Linked DNA regions of Muntiacus reevesi: region 1 is linked to region 2. Evidence: chromatin contacts called from public Hi-C data. All regions are on one chromosome and are shown on one strand. Each heading gives the region's core, a stretch centred on a gene start, on an enhancer-like site or on the middle of the called end of the contact. The rest is flanking DNA. Distances are from core to core; before and after follow the strand shown. Region 1 holds the start of CD2 (CD2 molecule). Region 2 holds the start of TTF2 (transcription termination factor 2).

What was found. A called contact is a pair of places that touch in the nucleus more often than the background predicts.
Region 1: a Hi-C map of muscle shows a contact between it and region 2, with 11 times the contacts expected there. The contact joins the promoter of CD2 here to the promoter of TTF2 in region 2. A contact is called at or near these places in 2 of 3 Hi-C or Micro-C datasets (blood and muscle).

The regions. Positions count from the first base shown.
Region 1 is chr1:88,824,700-88,828,145 of mMunRee1.1, reverse strand. CD2 (CD2 molecule) reads left to right here and starts at 2,099. Exons shown (of 5, transcript XM_065927155.1): 1 at 2,099-2,210; 2 at 2,350-2,652. The coding sequence starts at 2,150.
Region 2 is chr1:88,519,992-88,523,285 of mMunRee1.1, reverse strand. It overlaps TTF2 (transcription termination factor 2), which reads left to right and starts at 1,844. Exons shown (of 23, transcript XM_065906193.1): 1 at 1,844-1,935; 2 at 2,014-2,116. The coding sequence starts at 1,908.

The DNA of each region.
Region 1 (3,446 bases), core at 850-3,349, 300 kb before region 2:
CTAGGTCAAAATATGAATATTTTTGATGCTTGTAATTCACACTGAGAAATTGTCTACCAGAAACTCATCTGCTTGTGTTTCTACTGTCCATATTCAAGAATGTCTGTTTTTACCATCATCGACATTGTATATTTTCATTTTTAAATAAAAGATGGAAATACGCCTTTGTTAAAATTTATATTCCTTTGCTTATTAATAAGTCGACTCCATTTTCATAGGTTTATTCAATCATGCTTCTTTTTTGGTGAATTGTCCTTTGATGACCTTGACCCAGTTTAATATCAAGGTGTCTGTCTTTTCCTTCTACATTTACATGAAAAATTTAATTTCAAAGATACTAACCTTTGTTATATATCATGCAAATAATTTGCCCCTTTCAATACTTTGTCTTTTAATGTTTCTTAGGGCTTCTCATGTACAAAGATTTTAAATTTTACATAGATTTATCGATCCTTTTCTTTTTCAGTTTCTGTCCTTGAAGTCACACTCCTTCAACATTCAGAATTAGGTGAGATGTCAGTGTTATGTGGCAACCTGGATGGGAGGGGAGTTTGCGGGAGAACGGATACATGTGTATGTATGGCTGAGTCCCTTTGCTGTTCACCTGAAACTGTGATGACGTTGTTGATCAGCTATACCCCAACACAAAATAAAAAATTTAAAGTTTGAAGAAAAAAAAAGAATTAAATGAGATGTGAGAGGAGCAGGATTGATTAATATTTCAGAGAGAACAGACATCTGCTCTCCATTTGTCCCGTGAGAGCTTAGGAAAATTACCAGAAAGGCCAAGGCAGGGAGCACCATGGCCATCACCATGTCGTCTGGACCAGGACTTGGGAGGCTGTGGTTGGCAGCTGGCTAGTGGGTGAGCCGCTTACAGGTAAGGGAGCTAGAGGCAAATTGTTTCTCAGGATCTGCATATGCTTTGGAACAGATGTGTTTTAAGCACCCTTTATTAAACACACTTTTTATTACAGAATGAATATGTTCATTATCAAAATTTCTAACTTCACCAAAGTTGATAAAATAGTGAAAGTTTCCTTTTTGCCTCCTCCAAATCCAAGTCCTGAAAGGGAAGTACTGTGAAAAGTTTGGCATGAGTCTTCACAGATTTCTTCCTATGTCTACACTATTATAGTATAATACAATACAATATAATATAGAATATGCTCTTAGGGCTACTTCTTTCTATTTTAACTCAACCAATATTTCATCATATGAATATACCACAATTTTAGTTGTTTGAAAATTGTTATTACCAAAAAAGCTATAACAAATATCCTTGGACAGAATTTTTTCACATTTATTCAAATATTTTTGAAAGATAGGTTTCTCAAATTAAAATTACTAAGTAAAAAAAAAAATATATGTGTATATATATATATTTTAAAGTTTAATGGAAACTGCCACATCCCACCCATGGGAAGTATACTTTATACTCCCTCAAGTATTATATGAAGGTGCCTGCTTCTCCCAACATTCCCATCAATAATGTAAATCACTGTCTTTTCTAACTTTGCCAATTTGAATGTGAAGATGGTGTTTTATGACTTATGTATAATAGCTATTATATATATATATCTGTAGCATTAGATGTCTTCTCATATATTTATTGACATTTTTTCTATAATGTATTTCTTCTATAAATTGCTTGTTTGTATTCTTTGTTCATTTTAAAAACCAAATTTCATTTGTCTTATTGATTGATAGGAATAATTTATCTATTTCAATAGCAATAATTTTTCATATATACTGCAGTGGAGGGCATAGAAGGCGGGCTGTAAGGTTGAATCTGGCTCTTTGTCAACTAAAGGGTGATTCTAAGTGGCTTACTTAGTCTGTTAGTTCCTCTTCTCTTTGACGAGCATAATAAAACCCACCCAAGGCTGCTGTGAGGATTAAAACATGATAAGAAGACATACTCACAAATATCCCTGCTTTGGCAAAGAGGTAAATCAGCCAGGTTGGTTTTCTGAATTGTATATGCTTGTGTGTGAGTGTGTGTGTGTACGTCTGTTTTCTATGTTACTGTAAAGAAGCAAGAAAGAGAGGCACGTGGTTACGCTCACAGGGGGTGGATTCCACTGATGTTACTTGAGTTCCTTTTGCAAGAAGAGCACAGAATCACAGAAGGAAACGATCCCCAAAGATGAACCTCGCATGTGAAATCTTAGCCAGCTTCCTTCTGATTTTCACTGTTCCCACCAAAGGTAAGTTGGAGTGAGGGTCTTCACCCTCACTGTTAGAAGCTTCGTTGGAGACCCTGAACTGAGTGTAAAAGTCAGAAAGGTCACAGCCCTGCTTTTCCTTGGTAGCAAGTCACCTCAGCAACTGTCTTGCTTTTTGTAGGTGAAGACCCTGAAAGCACTGTCGTCTGGGGTGCCCTGGATCATGACCTCATCCTGGACATTCCTGATTTTCAAAGGAGGGATACGGTAGCAGATATACAATGGAACAGAAACAAAGAAAAGATTGCACGAATCAGGAAAGACAAGCTACTTTACTACCAAACGAACAAATATGTTATGTTTACAAATGGAACTCTGAAAATTAAAAGTCTGATGAGAAACGATAGTGATCTCTATAAGGTAGAGGTATATAATTCAGATGGAGTAAACCTACTGAGCAAAACCTTTGATTTGAAGAGTCAAGGTAAGTCTTTGACCCCTAAATTCCTCCATCTCAAAATGGGTGCTATTTAGCAAGCCAAAGAGTAACATTTATGCAAGGTCCTCAGTCCAGATGTTGGCCTTGGGGAGCCCTAAAGGAAACTGAATGCATTCCTCCTGCCTCGATGCAAGCTCCAGTCTTGTGGGAGAGATAGACTCCACAGCTAATAGACACTCGTGTCTACACACTTCAACTCTCCAGAGGTGGTGGGGATGCTGGTTTGAGTGAAGGATCTAGATTGAGATGGCATTAATTAGGAGGAGGGGAATCAGTGGGCAGAAGGGGAAAAAGGTGGCCATTTCAGGTGGATGATGAAGGATAAGCTATGGGGCTAGGAAGGGGAGGCTGATTGAAGGGCAGTGGGTCTTCTGTCCAGAGAGACAATTTCAAGCCCGGATATCCTGAAGGAGTGGTGGTAAGTCAGGAAAGGAATAATGCATTAAAGGATGAATGGTTTCTAATCTGCTCAACATTAGCATGATCAAAGGTAGAAGGTGTTTTTGCTGGTATCTGCAGAAAATACACAAGGTGTGGCTCTGTCTCTCGGTGCATGTACTGGGGGAGCAGTAGTAACTGTGGGAGATGAAAGATGGAAGACTAGACAGGGGGCTGCTGCTTTAATCCAGGGGAAGCAGGAAGGGGCTGGTCAGTGAGTCTTAATTCAGGCTTCATGTTGGAATCAGCTGAGGTACAGTAAAATTTACCAGTACTAAGTCCCATCCCAGACCAATTAAATCAGAGTTTCTTGGCTCAGGGCCTGGGCATTGTCGGCTCTA
Region 2 (3,294 bases), core at 595-3,094:
TTTGACCTGAGACCCTAGCTTGAATACTTGACAGAGGAACAGGTCCCTCCTTAATGGGGCACTTAAGAGGTCCTGATTTTGTCTTGTTTAAAAAAGGCATTTTTAAAGAAATAATTAAATTATCATGCCCCTTGTCCTGCAAATCCAATATTCAAGCTCTAATTCTCCTAATATAGCATTTATTGAATAAATGAATAGAACTCTCTCAATGCGAGAATTAAAATCTGGGTATAATGAAACTGTCGCTATTTGTTTTTTTACTCCTTTCCTATTTCTACATTTATCTATATGTGTTTCAGAAGGGATAATTATGTATAAACTTACTCTACTTTGCTTCCAGACACTCTTTAGTCCTAAGAATTTACTGGGATCTCCACTTATCATGGCATTCAAATGCTATTACATTGTTATTTAAGTGTTCAGTATGTGCTAGATTAGTTTCCTCCAAATATTGAGCAAGTTCTTTGTGGTTAGAATAGTCGTCTTAAACTTTATATGTGAATAAATGGATTGTATATTTCCTAAGCACCTAGTTCACATTGGGTATACAAAAAGCTATTTATTAAGAACTTATTTAATTCTTAATAAACAAGAATTGTTTGTTCTCAGGTTTGTCTCCCCTCCTCTGGCTCCCTATGACATTTACATTCACCACATAGCTCAGATTTCCTAGAACTTGCAGATTTTCCTGTCCTACTGTCTCTGTAAATACAGTTACACACGCCACACCATATGTCTGTACATATGGTCCTCAATAGTTGTAAGATAAAGCCGTCTCTCTTGCCATGTCTGATTCCTATTCCTCGCTTTTTGTTGACTATGAGATCTGATTACGATTTCAAATAGTCCCCTTTCTTTTAATTACATCCTCGATTTTTAATATTACAAACGCATATTAATAGCAAAAGTCTGACAATACAAAAGATACAGTATAAAACTCTCTTTCACCAAAGGCGATCTATTCCTCCTGTTGTTTCCACTTTGACATTTCTAACTCAGGTCTCCTACACTGAGTGCCTACAGAACGTACAGCACACAGGAGGCAGTTTTCTGAGCACCGTCGGCCAACTGCCCACTCACTAATTCTCTGACCTGGGGGGACTAACTCAAACTTTTGAGTTTCGGGGTCCTTAAAATGTTGCACATCCCACCAGGTTGTCAAGACAGACGTGTATGGGTAAGGGCTGTGTTGTGGGGTTCTAGAGAAGTCTTTAGGCCCGCTCTACAACAGACTGGTCAGTTCACCGCTTAGCTATAAAGGACGCCCCAACGGCCCTCACTCGCACCTCGCTTCGCTTCCACATGCAAATCCAGTGCCTCTTCCCGAGGCGGCGGCTTCTCTGGGACTCCCCTCCCTAGAGATCGAGCGCGGCGGCGGAGCGCCCACCAGCGCTAGGCCCCGGCAGGCATCCAGAAGACCGCGAAGCTCTAGGCGCTCTCGGCCTCGGGGAGAAGAGAGTCTTTTTGTAGAGCTCCTCTCTGCAGTCTGTAATGCCTGCTTCCTCTAGGGATGCCTCTAGGTCTTAAGCGTGCAAGGTAGAGTCGACCAGTTCCTTCCTCGCAAAGCGTCCCTCCTCCGGAAAGCCCCGCCAGCCTCCAAAACTCACTCCAGTTTCAGCCACGCCCCACGGGACAAAAAGCAGGTTTTCACCCCCCGCTCCATTTTTTATTTCGGCGCGCCGCGAATCTCAGGGCGGCCGTGATTGGTTGGAGGTGAGCACATGTCCCGTCTGATTGGCTGATAGTAGTTAGGGTCGGTGTGGCTAAAGCCGCCGCGGTGAATTATGGGGGATTAAGAGTGGTTGAGGTGGGTGAAGATTGTTTCTTGAATGAGGAGGGCGGAGAAAAAGGCGGAAGCAGGCGTTGGGAGAGGCGGTGGCTTCTGAGAAGAGGAAAGCTGGAGCGAGATGGAAGTAGTTAGGTGTCCGGAGCATGGTAGGAGGTCAGGGCCTAAGGGTCCAAGGGGTCTGCCAGGCTAGCTTGGTGTAATCGTTGTCGACCTTCTCTCCTTAGGGACTTCATGTCTTCTGAAGACCGGCGTCCGAGAGGGCCCGAATAAAGGAAAGAGCTTCTACGTGTGCCGGGCGGACACATGCAACTTTGTGCGGACCACCGAGTAGGTCTCCGAGCTAGGCACAATTCACCGGGACTGCGCGTGGCCACTCAGGAGTCGCCGCCAGCTCCCCGCTGCCCAAAAGGGCTAGGAGAGCTGGGACTCCTGGTCTTCAGAGCCAGGGCCCTTTAAGTGGTTGGTAGTCCCCGGCATGTTAGGGACACACTCCACTATTGCTTGCTATGTGACCCATGGCTGTTCACTTTCCCTCTCTGGGCCGCCAAGGCTCTCGTTTATAATCTAGAGGATTGGCTACATCTGGATCCTTCTGGGCCTTTTCAGTTCTGGGTTCACTGGCCTCGCCTTGCCGTCCCTTTTCCTGTTGGGACATTACTCCCATCCCGTTTATAACTGAGAACGTGCAGACATAGCAGAAAATAATTGGCTCCAGCTTTACACTAGTCTTAGGCCGAATTGGTTTCCAAATGTTTGAGGTTAAAACACCCTGGTAGTCAGATTAACGCGACCCTTTAAAAACAGGATTCTCCGCATTTAAGTGGTGAGTTTGATACTCGACAAAAACAAATTAGGGATTAAACCTGAAAAGACATAAGTAATCTGATTCAGCACTCTAGTTTTTATAAAATTAAAAGCTGAGACCGAGAAATAATAAGCATCTTCTTTGAAGTGAGAAAATACTGTTCTCATAAGTATTGTTAATATTTCATAGTATCTGGTGTCCACAGTTTCTATGTGAAATTTTAGACTATCACAAAATTATGCATTTTTCCCTGCTTTTTACTGAACTTGGGTTTCTACATGTGTAAGACACTATGGATATCAATAGAAAAGAAAGTATTTTTTTTCTATACATATATTAGCTTCTCATGTTTTTCCCACATGATTTAGATGATTTGTGTTTTTGTTACACTTTAAAACTTAAGTGGAAGATTTCTACCTTTTTTCAGATTTAGAAAATAAATTTTTTAGAAGAAGTATTTTCTTAGCCTTCTAATAAGTTGTTTTTTCATTTGAAAGAAATTACTGGGATCCATTTAAATTAAATACAAAATGACTTTACTTAAATTAGTGTTAAATCTTGAGATAGGAGGAACCAAACAAATTTCTCAAGCTATAAACATCATTATGTCAGGGTTTACTGTTTAATTTCTAATATGTATATGGAGCTTCTTAGGTTCATTACCTAGCTCAAGTTTCATGAGACATGAAAGCACATTCGG